Regions from separate parts of the Mus musculus genome. Here region 1 is linked to region 2. A link is a contact called in public HiChIP or PLAC-seq data. All regions are on one chromosome and are shown on one strand. The core of a region is the stretch at or near the end of the contact, and the rest is flanking DNA. Distances in the headings are between cores, read along the strand shown.

Region 1 (2,885 bases), core at 100-2,599, 450 kb after region 2:
TTTATGTACCAGAACTCACCCACCACATTTCAGTTTCCCAATCAAATCATTAATTACCCCAGTAATTAAATCCAATTAGCAGTTGTAGGGGCCTTTCTGAGTGAGGAACCATTAGCCAGGGTGAAAATGCCTGGGAGAGGGAGAGAGAGCGAAAAACTCACCCCTTCCCAGCTTTCAAAGTGAAAACAGGAGTCAGCAGTGCAAGGCCAGGGCCCCCAATTAAAGTTGGGGCCTCACTCATTAAGCTAATTTGGCATGCTATCCCAGCAGCCTCTGGTGGGAAGGCCAGCAATGGAGCCGGCCAACATTTGGTGGTGGTGGAGGTGGGACGAGCCCTGCTCACCTTGAGGGCTGAGCTGGAGATCCAGGCTTACTCAGGGAAGGGCTGGGGTCTCGTGAGTACCACTTGCTTCTGGCTTCCTTGGCTTTGGAGCTGATGAGGGTAGGGTGGGCTGAGGTGAGGTGAGACAGGAAATCCCAACCTTCTGCTGCCTGTCTGGGGAAGAGACAGCTTAGCAGTCACTTATCTTTCTAGGTCTAAGGCTGAGGGGAGCTCCCGTCCCAGGATGGCTGTGAAGAACACACACACACACACACACACACACACACACACACACACACACACACACTCACACACTCACTCTCGTCTCTGAAGCTCCTGGGTGCCTGGTAGCCACCCTTGCCCCCGACTCCATGATTCCTGAAAGTAGCCTAGCATTTTCCCTCCATTCCCCTACAGCTCGCACCACACAGTTCCCAGGTTGAGAAGCTGAGAGCCAGAAAGATAAAAATCTAAGACAGAGTCAGGCTTGGAAGAATGAAGATGAGGTATGTTCAGAGTCCTCAGTCAGGTCTCCTTGTGGCTCAGCTGGCCTGCAGCCCTGACTGGAGCAGAGCTGGGGGCCAGGGTGACAGACTCAGCCTTTTCCCAGAGCCAGGGGTGACAGGCAGAGGGGATGATGCTCGCACTTCTTAGATAGTAGGGACTCCTCGCCCATCCTGCATCAGACAGGTTCCATGTGTCTGTCATGAAGCTGTAGACCACTGCTTAACCTCCCAAAGGGGAAGGAGCAAGACATACATACCACGAGGCTCAGTAATAGAAGGCACAGCCTCTGGAGACAGGCTGTTCTTGTGTGATCATCTGGCCTTGGAATTTGGCCTCTCTGAATTCCTCATTTCCAAGACGAGAATGGTAATGAAACCTAGCACCCAGGAGTTTTGAGAATGAAACAAATTAGCCTCCATGAGCATTCAGACTTTGGACTGGCACAGTGTCTAACACACACATGCTAACTGTACTTGCCATCTCCAGGAGAGGCCCAGCAGGAAACATGTCCCTCTTGTGTCCTCTCAGGGACACACAGGCTTCTGTTGCTCAGGTTGTTGCCCAACCTTAGGGTGTTCAGAGGGGGACAGGGCCGCTCTGCGCAGGGTCAGAAGGACAAGGGGATGGGAAGGAGAGTTAGTCAAGGGAAGCAGGTGGCCGCAGAAGCCGGCTACATCTCCGCAGCTGGGCGCCATGCCCCGTGCCTACGTGCTGGCTCCCTCTGTGAGGCAGGATGGAGAACAGGCCCTGGCATGCCAGCCCCTACCAGTGACTCCTGAAACCTTGACAAGTCTGAGCTAGAAGCAGGCCTGGGCGAGGCTCCTGATAGACTCATGTTGGGCAGAGGGATGGTCGGTGTGGGAAAGACCCCACACTTGAAACTGTGACGCTGCTGGGAGAACCGGAAGGAAGCCCGGGAGGATGCTGGGTGGTGGCTGGGCTCAGAGCCTTTTCTGACTCTCTGGTCTCCTCACTCCCATGTGTCCCTGCCAGGCAGGACAGGAAGAAGTCAGGCTACAGAGGCAGCAGGGAGGGGTGCCCTCAGCATTTTGCCAAGTGTAAGGTGATGGTTTGAGTGGTGTGGAGAGAGAAGAAGGGAGCAGTGACAACCGTGTGCCAGAAACAGAGGAAGCTGCCCAGTCCTGGGGAAGTGACCTCACCCCAGCTGAGTGAGCTGGGTATGCCAGGACTTAGTGTATAGGCAGGAAGGCTAGCTTTGGGGATGGGCATGAGACTTGGCCACGGGCACTGACACTGGAAGTCACTGAAGCAGTCTAGATCAGCTAGGAAAACCTGTATTAACTACCATTTTTAGCCTCTTGGGTGCTGGAGGGAAAGACCACCCAGGGACAATTGTACAGAATCTGGACATAGCCTCAGGCCTGCACAAGGTGGGGGCAGGGTGTTCCAGTGAGCACACTCCCTCTCCCTGACCCACCATGTCAGGACCCTCTGAAGAGCTTGTCTTCACACCACACAAAGGCTGCTAGGTTAAAATCAACAACAACAACAAAGCGAGTCATAAGTGCCCTGCTTCCCTGTGACAAGTAAGCTTGGCTGAATTTAGACCTGAAGTTCCACAAAAGTTGAAAGGCAGCCAGCAAGGGGTTACCCACCTGTAGTCCCAGCAAGGGGGCACCCACCTGTAGTTCCAGCTCCACTTTTCAGAAGGCTGAGGTAAGAGACTCTCCAAAGCCCTCCATTCCAGGCCCAGCCTGGGAAACCTGTATCCCGAAAGGAGAGAGATTGGGACTGTCACCACAGGGCTGGAATGCTCACCCCATCCCCTGCTGGAGGTGTTCTGTGATTACAGCCCAGAAGAGGTCAGCACTCAGGTTGGAGTCGTGACCCTGGTTTGCTGTAGTCTGGGTTCACACGAATCTAGGCTAGAACTTCGACTGTGAGGGTTTGTGTTGAGGAGGTGGGGGAGGGTGGTTTGGAGGTTACTGTGGGTGTGTATAGGGAGTTGGGCTATGACCCCTAAAGCTAATATTGAAAGGGCATCCATGCCATATACAAGAGGTTGGGGTCACTGCAGTTCTGAGCTACAAAGCAT
Region 2 (3,088 bases), core at 435-2,934:
GCAGTTCTGAGAACCCCTCCTCCCACACCCTCTGCCCAGTCCACAGGGGGAGCACAGGGCCCCAGAGAGGTGTTAGAGCCTCAGCCTCCTGGAAGCCTGTACCCATGCCACTGCTAACACCTCTCTCTCTCCCAGCAGGCACTGGGAAAACCCCCTATCAGTTCACAACCCTGGGACAGGCCACTGCAGAGTTTTCCAAGCCCCTGGACCGCAGTGGGCTGTTTAAAAACAATCCGGGTACCTGCCTGCTCCCCATCCCTCCCCTTCCTCTGTCATAGAAGGGCAGGTGGGCCATGCTGTGGGGGGATCTCTGCCACTGCTAGGGAGTCCTGGGTCCTGTTCCAGAGAGAGAGAGAGAGAGAGAGAGAGAGAAAGAGAGAGAGAGAGAGAGAGATATGCATGTCCCCTGTCCCCACCATCCTGGCTCTCTCTCTTTGGACTTCTGTCTGCTGCCAAGGCTGGTCTCCTGGGCCACCCTGTCCCCTTAGCTCTTATGGCTGGTATGGGTTTTTCTTTCTGGAAAGAGAGAGGCCAGGTCTCAACTTCCAGTTTTCATTGTCACCCAGGATCCATAGAATCTTCTCTTTCTCTGGCAGCTTCCACCCTAGGTGCAGGGACAGCTCCAGGGGTTCTTGCTCAGTGCAGTGGGAAGTTCTGCAGGTGGTAGGGCCCACTGCATGCAGCCACAGCCTCGCTGGATCGTGGCTGCCAAATACTGACCCTGAGAACCTCTCTAGCATCTCATTCTCCAAGTCATGGGTGATCTGCCCTGCTGCCGAGCAGGCTTTCCATTGCGTCTCCCAGTCAAGCCCTTTATAGAGTGCCTGGGCTAAGAAGGAGGGTGGGGAGGCAGGCAGACTTACTCTGGCTACCCCCTTCTCATCAAGTACTGAGAGCCACCTGCTGGGACCTTGGGATGGCTGTCTTAGCCTTGAGTGACAGTCACACTGGCCAATGGCTGACCTTCTGTGGGTTCCTGGTCTGCTGCTGGTGAGATGTGAGACAACCAGAGCCAGGCAGAAGGAGTGGAATGATGGATTTGGAGTCTGGCTAGCCTTGGTTTCTAGTTCTGATAGCTCCTTGCTGCGGGCAAACTGCTGAGCTAAAAGAAAGGACCAAACAGGGGCAGACACTCACATGATGCTTGGCACAAGTGGAGCTCAATAAATGACCCTCACAGCAGAGCCAGGAGTCCCTCCTTCTGGGCAGTGTTGGCAGGGGCTGCTGACTGACTGAATGACTGTCCTGGACTCTGGCAAAGGGACAGGTCTATGGTTGTTAAGCCCTCTGGGCCAGTGGGTGGTGATCCTGGCAGCACAGTGCAGACCTAGACAGGGAGACAACGTTCTCCTGCTGTCTGGCCTCATCCATCTGACTGGCTCCTCCTTCTTCTGTCTGTCTTGCTGTCTCCTTCCTTTGCCTCTCAGGATGTCCAGTTGGCAACTGCACTGCCCCAGCTGCTGCACACCTCTGCAGGTGGCTGAACTTGGCCTTGGGCTGGATGATGCTTGGGGGTCACTTTGGGGCAGGCATTGAAGCTGCTCCATCTATGGGGCTTCCTGATTGCCATCCAGGGCTCCTCCTAACTGGAACATTTTGTCTTCCCAGGCTTTCCCTCCCTCCTCCGGAGCCAAGTTCCCAAGGCCCAGCCTCAGACTTGGAAATCTGGCAAGCAGACTCTGCTGGTGAGTACGGCGTACCGGGAGAGTTGCCAAACATAGGCATGTCCAGGGACCTGGCAACTGAGCAGGCTTCCTGAGTCTGTTTGACAAGAGTGACTTTTCTGGGCCATGCTGGGAGCATAGGAGGCAGCAGTGACCCTTACACCAACATGTAGCAAAGATAGAGAAATGGACTTACAGGCAGGGGACCAGTAACTGCACACTGCCTTTGATCTCAGTTTAGAACCTGTAACACACGCATCCTATGTTTGTATTTGCAAGTGATCACTGAGTATCGATGGTGGCTTGGTCACCAAGAGGCATGTGATTGTGATGGGTGTCACTCCTAGGGCTACTTTCTATTTCTGACAGCATTGAGGCCATTAGGGGTGATGGTGTGTGTATGGGGGCCGGGGAGCTAGAAAGCTAGAAAGGTATATTTAGAATTTACTCTCTAATAACTCTAAGCTGGGGCTATTAGAAAGCAGCACTGGAGGGAGGATGTGGCCGAGGGACGGAGACTATCTGCTGGCATCTCAGAACCACAGACCCTTTTCAAGACTCTCTTCATTCTTGTATTTATGGGTACACTGTCACTGTCTTCAGAGACACCAGAAGAGGGCACCAAATCCCATTATAGATGGTTGTGAGCCACCATGTGGTTGCTGGGAATTGAACTCAGGACCACTGGAAGAGCAGTCTGTGCTCTTAACCAGCGAGCCATCTCTCCAGGCCTTCTCTTCATCCTTATAACGTGATGATGAGACGAAGTGCCCCCCCCCCCCTTGTGGACCGACAGTCTTATCCGTGCCTGGGAATAGCATTGATCACAGACTGCCACCCTGGAGGCTTCATTTCCCCTAATGCTTCCCTCTCAACAGCTTGCTAGGTCCTGAGAGGTCATCCAGTGAGCCATGCAGGTAACACCAGGGTTTTGTTGAGATGGGGGTGGGGGATGGGGGTCAGAGCCCTCCCTTCAGCTGCTTTTGCATTTTGAGGTCAGAGCACGAGATTTACTCTGTTCTACAAAGAGCGGCTGGGGCTGGTTTAATTGAAAAAAGTCTTTAATTTGTGGGCGAGAAGAGCTAAGCGATTGCATGTAATGCGGAGCTGGGCCCAAGGGCGTTGAAGCAGCAGGACTGTGGGAAACAGATAATGGGAGAGAGTTATCCCTCTCCCTCCTATGCACCTTCCTGGCTCTCCAGCCTCGGAGGCTCCAGCAGGACAAGGCTGTGCTGTCCTACTGTGACACCTAGTGTTGGGAGGATAGAGGCCAGTGCAGTAGGAGGCCTGAGAGCCAGGCTGCCTTGTGCCTAGGCCCCAGCCAGCACCAGCTTCCTATGTGATATTGTGTGAGTCGATCTTCCATGCCTCAGTTTCCCCATTTCTAACATGAATTCTGCAGTTTGGGTGATCTCATAGTCCTT

What was found. HiChIP or PLAC-seq counts read pairs in DNA pulled down with a chosen protein or histone mark.
Region 1: an H3K27ac HiChIP or PLAC-seq map of neural progenitor cells shows a contact between it and region 2, with 8 times the contacts expected there. The contact joins two enhancer-like sites. A contact is called at or near these places in 1 of 484 Hi-C or Micro-C datasets (cerebral cortex) and 3 of 115 datasets of contacts at active chromatin or transcription factors (embryonic basal ganglia, kidney and neural progenitor cells).

The regions. Positions count from the first base shown.
Region 1 is chr9:43,776,267-43,779,151 of GRCm38.p6, forward strand. The region is part of intron 1 of Nectin1 (nectin cell adhesion molecule 1); the gene reads left to right. It overlaps Gm46108 (a long non-coding RNA gene), which reads right to left. Exons shown (of 4, transcript XR_003948147.1): 2 at 1,086-2,553; 3 at 1-492. Among named protein-coding and RNA genes, the nearest start is that of Gm46108, 13 kb to the right of the region's middle. Within about 2 kb of position 1,350, at least 44 of the 459 cell types and tissues checked have an H3K27ac peak or open chromatin away from gene starts, as enhancers often do. A contact at or near this core is called in neural progenitor cells, where this site is marked.
Region 2 is chr9:43,330,702-43,333,789 of GRCm38.p6, forward strand. Trim29 (tripartite motif-containing 29) reads left to right here. Exons shown (of 9, transcript NM_023655.2): 8 at 1,609-1,685. Among named protein-coding and RNA genes, the nearest start is that of Trim29, 21 kb to the left of the region's middle. Within about 2 kb of position 1,685, at least 37 of the 459 cell types and tissues checked have an H3K27ac peak or open chromatin away from gene starts, as enhancers often do. A contact at or near this core is called in neural progenitor cells, where this site is marked.